2 separate regions of the Zea mays genome follow, and region 2 is linked to region 1. Evidence: chromatin contacts called from public Hi-C data. All regions are on one chromosome and are shown on one strand. The core of a region is the stretch at or near the end of the contact, and the rest is flanking DNA. Distances in the headings are between cores, read along the strand shown. Region 1 holds the start of LOC103642089 (organic cation/carnitine transporter 4). Region 2 holds the start of LOC100286016.

Region 1 (3,152 bases), core at 274-2,773:
GATGCCTGATTTTACGTTATGATGTCAAACAATAACGATTCACATACTTGATTACGCTGGAATAAGAGATGTTATATAAATGATCACCTGTCTTAGGTCACTATGGGAAACAATAATGATTCACATATTTGATTACATTGATGTTGAATACTCCTTCCGTCCCATATACTTGATCTTATAGCACTCAAATTTCGTCACAAAATAGCTGCAATTTTCACTTTCTAATACGTTTCTCTTCTCAATACACATTTTTTCTTCTCCAATACATCTCTATCCCTACTTCTGAGCGGTATTTTAGTCTTTCTAAAACATCAAATCAAGTATTATGGGATGAGGGAGGTATATGAATCAAATTTTTATCTTAGATAGGATAAATGAATGTTTCTTTGCGCCCATTGAAATATGCATCAGTAAGGCTAGAGTGGTCGTCATGCATCTACGACATGAATAAGCACAATATACCAACACTAGTTCGCAGGAAAGATGTCATTAGTAACCGTACATTATATTGCTATATAGGAGTATAAATCTCCATGTGCAAAGCTTTTACTTCGGCATTCTGATTCTCGTTATACTCCTTGCTCTAGCAGTGTCTAGGAGCGGACCTACTATACATATTCCTATTAAAGGTTACATGCATATAAGATGACCAAAGATTAATCGAAGTGTGGCACCCAAAATTACCATGGCTATGCTTAATGATGTGTTTGATTTGATGTCAAGGTAGGATGAGTCGGAGGGCGACACCGCTCCCTTGATTTTTTAGAATCACGCCGTCCCAAAAAGCTATAGATTATTTATAAAGTACCTATAATGCCTCTGAAGAACTGGAGGGACGGTTTGTATGTATGCAAACTGCTGCTAAACTAAACGAGTCACTGATTCACGTGTAAAATGTCTAGTTTAATAAATAAATAAATAAATTTTTAAGTTTTGGATCCCTCAGAGTGATATGATCCACATAAACACATAAATAGAACAATACAAAAGATAAAGGGCCAATACAATAATACCATTCATCAACATAATTACTGACCAAACTACCAAACCTTAACTAGTATGGAAATCATATTACAGCCTCGCCGCCGGTGCGTCGTATCTGGACACGCTTTGGTTCTTCAACGGGATGATTGCATCAGAACCGTCCATTGCCAGAGTCGCGGAGGCTTATGCGACGGCGACGGACGCCCTCGTCCTCTCGAAGCCAGAGTCTGACGCCGTTAAGTAAGGGATCGTATCCAGTCCACAAGGGCCACGCCGTGCACAAATGCACAAAACGAAATCTGGCCGTCCATTTTCCATCCAACGACATGACGGCGCGGGGGGTTTTTCACAAAACAGACTCGGCAAGCTACGGAGGCTGCGGGAGGGTTCATCTGCAAATTTACGACGGCCGTTGGATGGGAGACGGACGACCAGGTTTCGTTTTGTGCATTTGTGCACGGCGTGGCCCTTGTGCACTGGATACGATCCCGTTAAGTAAATAGCCGCCCGCGATCACGACGCACGACGCCTGCCTCCGTCCGGGCCCCGGGGGGCGGCTACAGCCTACAGCTACAAATAGAGTCCCGCGAGCGCACTGGGCGCCCGGAACGCACACAGGAGCAAAAGGCCACACACTGCTAGGTCTAGGTGCTAGCAGAAGCAGCTAGCGGGCGGGACGCGCGTGGCCGGCGGCAGACATGTCGACGACGGAGCCGCTCCTCTCGGCCGGCAGCAATGATGGCGAGGCGTGGAAGAAGCAGAAGCAGAAGAGCAGCGGCGAGGGCCGGCGGCGCGTGAGCATCGACGAGGCGCTGTCGGCGCACGCGGGGGAGTTCGGGCGGTGGCAGCTGCGGCACTTCGTGTTGGTGTCCGCGGCGTGGGCGCTGGAGGCGCTGCACACCATGGTGATCATCTTCGCGGACCGTGAGCCGGCCACGTCCTGCGCCGGCGCCGGCGCGGTGTGCGGGGACCCCTGCGCCGGCGCCGGCGCGGCCGGGTGGGAGTGGGCCGGCGGCGCCGCGGCGTCGACCGTCGCCGAGTGGGGGCTCGTCTGCGGCGAGCGCTACAAGGTCGGCCTCGCCCAGGCCGTGTTCTTCGCCGGCTGCATGATCGGTCAGTGCGCGTATCTGAATTCATTCCGGACCGCGTGTTCGTCGTTTGGAAAGGAAATGGTTTTTTTTAGATTAGGCGTATAACTAGAGGTGCGGCGGCCGTCGAGTCGAGTGAGTGCTTCGCTTCTGGCGGGCTCAGCAGCTCATCGGCCACATGCACGACACGACACGACACGAATGCCGGACATGTGCTGTGGTCTGATCTGGTGGATGAGGAGATGGTCAAGTGCCATTTTACCTCGGTCCTCTACTCCTCTCTTACAGCATTTCGGCGGCGGCAGCCTTAGACAAAAGTGCAGCCGCGCAGCTTGACTTGAGGTGCGGCGCATCTTGTCGGCTTTGTCCCGTAGCTTTCTCTGCCGGTAGCCGTCTCTGTTCCAACATCTAGCATTCTACCGTAGCGAATGAGTCCAAAGCACAGTTAAAAACGGTCTGGTCTCGATGTCCCGCTCAGGCACGCAGTTTCCCAACGTTCACAGCTTCTGGCGAAACGAGATATACCGAGGAATCTTTTCGCCTGATCCTAATCCTACCTAGCATCCACTACGCCTTTCTGTGGCTCTGGACTAGCGTTAGAGTCCCGGACCGGAAGTCAGATCCGATCAGAATTCAGAACACAACAAATGAAGCCGTGTCAATCAATATGCTATCATGTTATCTTCTGCTATTGACTCCACCAGCTTTGCATGTCCACTCTCATGTGATGATGGATAAGTATAAGAGTAGATGAATGGATTATGGGGGAAAATGAAATTGATATGCAGGCATGCGGTGGTCAGTCAGGTTGGTCATGTCTAGGCATTCCGAAGGCAAACAAAGCGAAACCTCCGTGCCTCGTCTCGTCTGCCACCGATTGGTCTGCGAAGCGGCGTAGCGCGACGTGACACGTAGGCACGCGTGGCGCGGATTAGCTTGGCTACGTGGCTCCCCCCGCCGCGCCAAATGCCACGACGGCTTTGACGGGGAGGATGTCTCACGGTCACGGCTCAGCGCCCAGCCAATCACTCGCTTGGCTTTGGCTTGGCTTGGCTTGCCTCGCCCATCGCCTCCGGCCTC
Region 2 (3,131 bases), core at 375-2,874, 140 kb after region 1:
CTATAAAACAAGCGATTTGGTCCGCGCAGCCCATGGGGCACCTACGTAATTTCGCGGCGTCACGACGATAGCGATGCCGGCGACTTCATATTCTTGTGGTCGGAAATTCATAGCAGTACGTAGAATAAATAAAGGTGATGGCGAGTTAAAAAACGATTATCTCTGAGAAAGTACTGCCCCTAGTAGCATATGTATAAATAATAAATCAGTCAGGCCGGGGGGAAGAATATCGCAGACAAAGACACAAACAAGAATTAGGTGCGGCCGCAGCAGTGTAGTGCTGCTTGCTTGCTAACTCTAGTTCGATCACTAGTACTGACCCTTTCTGGTTAGGTCAAATAACCATCAAACATTATTCCATCTTATTGGCGTAATTTATTTGCTTACGTTGCTATCACCGAGACTCGCTTTTTTTAGAGGTCAAATGCCTTTTAGATCGATCACTTCACATTTTTATTTTTACCCGTCTTTATTCAACAATAAAGAATTATGATTTTATCCCTCTGTTTTGAAAACAAAGCTATCGTTTGCCCCTCCCTCTCAACACCATTAGTGAAAATTAGAATTAGTGATTAAAAATAAAAAAATCGAAAAGAAATGGGTGAAAGGTTAAAAAACTAACCTCATATTCTGTATGGGCGCAACCCCAAAATAGGTAAAATCACAATTACATAATATAATAAGGGGTATAATTACAATAAATTGTATAGGCATTTTTTGTCTTTTCACATCAAATTTGTAATGTTAACTGCACGTAACGGCGTTAGGTATGACAACACTTCATTTTTCAACATGAAGGGGTAAAATAAAAAAAATCAAGGATTTAAATCACAATTGTAGGATCAGAGAAGATTGTAATCACAGATGCCACTTTCATTTTTTATGAACCATATCCTAACCCTACGAGGTTACTACGGGCACGTTTGCGACCTTGATCCGCTGGTCTAGCTGTGCTCGCGGGATACAACGTATGTGTTTGTGTGGCTTGACTTGTTTTGGAGCTCGGTTCTGTGCGTGCAAAAGTGGCTCTTCAGCTTGGCTCCCAGGAAACGAAGGCAGGCTCCGTTTTTTTGAGCTCGGTTGCCGGTGGCGCAAAACAAGCTCCTCGTGGCTGCTTCCAAGAAACAAAAGTGACTTTTAACCTGGCTGTCTACGGTGGCAAACATCGACTCACTTGAACCAAACTTATTTGATACAAACAAAATATGACAAAATATGTTGTATCAGTTGAGACCGACTAACTTCAGTCTGCTTCACCCGAACGCCCCGAGTCGGCCTCATACGCGTCGCAAACACGCCCTACGAAACAAAGGAAGTAACACCACCTGCTAAACTAAAGCTAAGAATAATAAAGTTGCATTTTCCGATGCATGCAGAGAAGCACTGCGACGCAGTAGCAGTGATACTAGCTATACGTACACTTAGGGTCGTTGAACTACCGACGGATCATGATCAGTTGCACCGGAATTATCTGACGCAATGCCGGAAGACCGCCTAATAACGACTCCAGCCGGTTAAGCTCAGCTGCAGCGGCTAGCTAGCTCAGCTCAGCTTGCTCAGCTCAGCTTGCTCAGCTCAGCTAGCTAGCTAGCTTTCCCCCCCCCCCCCCCCCCCCCCCAAGCTTGCCCAACCCAATAAGCTAAGCAAGCAGCCAAGCACTCATCACACTCTCTCTACTTGCTAGCTAGCCGCCCTTAGCTTCGCACGCGACATCTATCATCGGCCAAGAAACGGAGCAGATCGGTCGGCCGCCGACATGGGGGATCACGCTGAGATGCTGCATGCCACTCCGGCCATGTACAACGGCGCCGGCGCTGCCCCTCGTGGTGGCTGGTGGAGTACGGCGGTGCCCGCGACCACGTGCTCGACGGAGCTGGCCGGCGGCTTCACCACGTGGTCGTCCGCCCTGGCTGCTAGCTACGACCTGGCGGCGGAGGGGGCAAAGGCCAACAAGAGCGCCACCACCGCCTCGTCGGAGTCGCCCGGGAACAACAGCTCCGTGACCTTCCAAGAACCGGCCGGCGGCGTCGGAACCGCCGTGGTGCAGCAGCCTCTTGCTGGCTGCGCTGACTGGAGGCATCCCTATTTGTAAGTCTGATTGTATTACTTCTCAGAGAGTATAGGCTCGATTGGCCAGAAAATTATAGTATCATTTATAGTATCAGATACTCTATCACATGGCTCTGAAATCTATGTGTATATTTGTTCGAACATATATAGGAGCAGCGGCGCTGCTACTTTGCATGGGTTTCTGCAAGATGGTCACCAGCAGGACATGAGCTCATCGACAACTGAGCAGAGCCCCATGGCCGCATCAAGCCTCATGAACCCTTCATCCAATAACCTAGCCCTGGCCCTGCAACAAGGTCACCATCACCAAGAGCCGGACCACCAGCAGATGCTGTCCAACTTCGGCGGCTCCGAGGCCGAGCTGCTCCTGTCGCCGACGACCTCACCCTACGGGTTCCAGTCGTCTCTGCTGAGAAGCCTCATGGAGCCGACAGCGGACGCGGCGAAGCCGGCTTTGCCGGGGTACCAGCAGCAGTATGACCAGTACCAGCAGATGGGCATGGGCCAGGCGAGGTCGTTTGCACCGGCCGGCGGAGCTGCCAGCAGGGAGGCACTCCAGTTCACCAACGACGCGCCGTCCTGGAACCCTTCCGCTGCGGCTGGGTTCGGCGTGCCGCCGGCGCCGGCGCCGGCGCCGGCGCCGGCTGACCAAGCTAGCAGCAGCGTACGTTCTGTGAAACCATCGCCGGCGGCGCGTGCTACTGCAACCCTTGCATTAAAGGTAGGTACACATATGTGCATCGCCTTAAGAATTGAGATACGAACATTAATTTACTTCAAGACAACGGCAACATTGGCGATATGATCGGCCTAGCTAGACGTAATAAGGAGTAATTAACCTTCGTGTGGTTATATATGTCTGTGTATATGTAGACTGCGTTGGAAGGAGTAGGAGAGTCTGCTAGCTCCATCATCACCAAGAAGAAGGCAAACGGAGAGCTGGTGCCGGCCTTCAAGAAATCGAGGCTCCAGACGCCGTCGCCGTTGCCAACGTTCAAGGTACGTAGAAGAGAAACCTAGCTAGCTATATATCTTTGCTTGCTGTATACTACGTACACACG

Evidence for each region. A called contact is a pair of places that touch in the nucleus more often than the background predicts.
Region 2: a contact with region 1 is called in a Hi-C map of bundle sheath, with 1.6 times the contacts expected there. The contact joins the promoter of LOC100286016 here to the promoter of LOC103642089 in region 1. A contact is called at or near these places in 3 of 25 Hi-C or Micro-C datasets (bundle sheath, ear and tassel).

What each region holds. Positions count from the first base shown.
Region 1 is chr10:146,091,026-146,094,177 of Zm-B73-REFERENCE-NAM-5.0, forward strand. LOC103642089 (organic cation/carnitine transporter 4) reads left to right here and starts at 1,524. Exons shown (of 3, transcript XM_008665410.4): 1 at 1,524-2,097. The coding sequence starts at 1,683.
Region 2 is chr10:146,230,996-146,234,126 of Zm-B73-REFERENCE-NAM-5.0, forward strand. LOC100286016 reads left to right here and starts at 1,625. Exons shown (of 7, transcript NM_001158904.2): 1 at 1,625-2,088; 2 at 2,221-2,791; 3 at 2,944-3,069. The coding sequence starts at 1,757.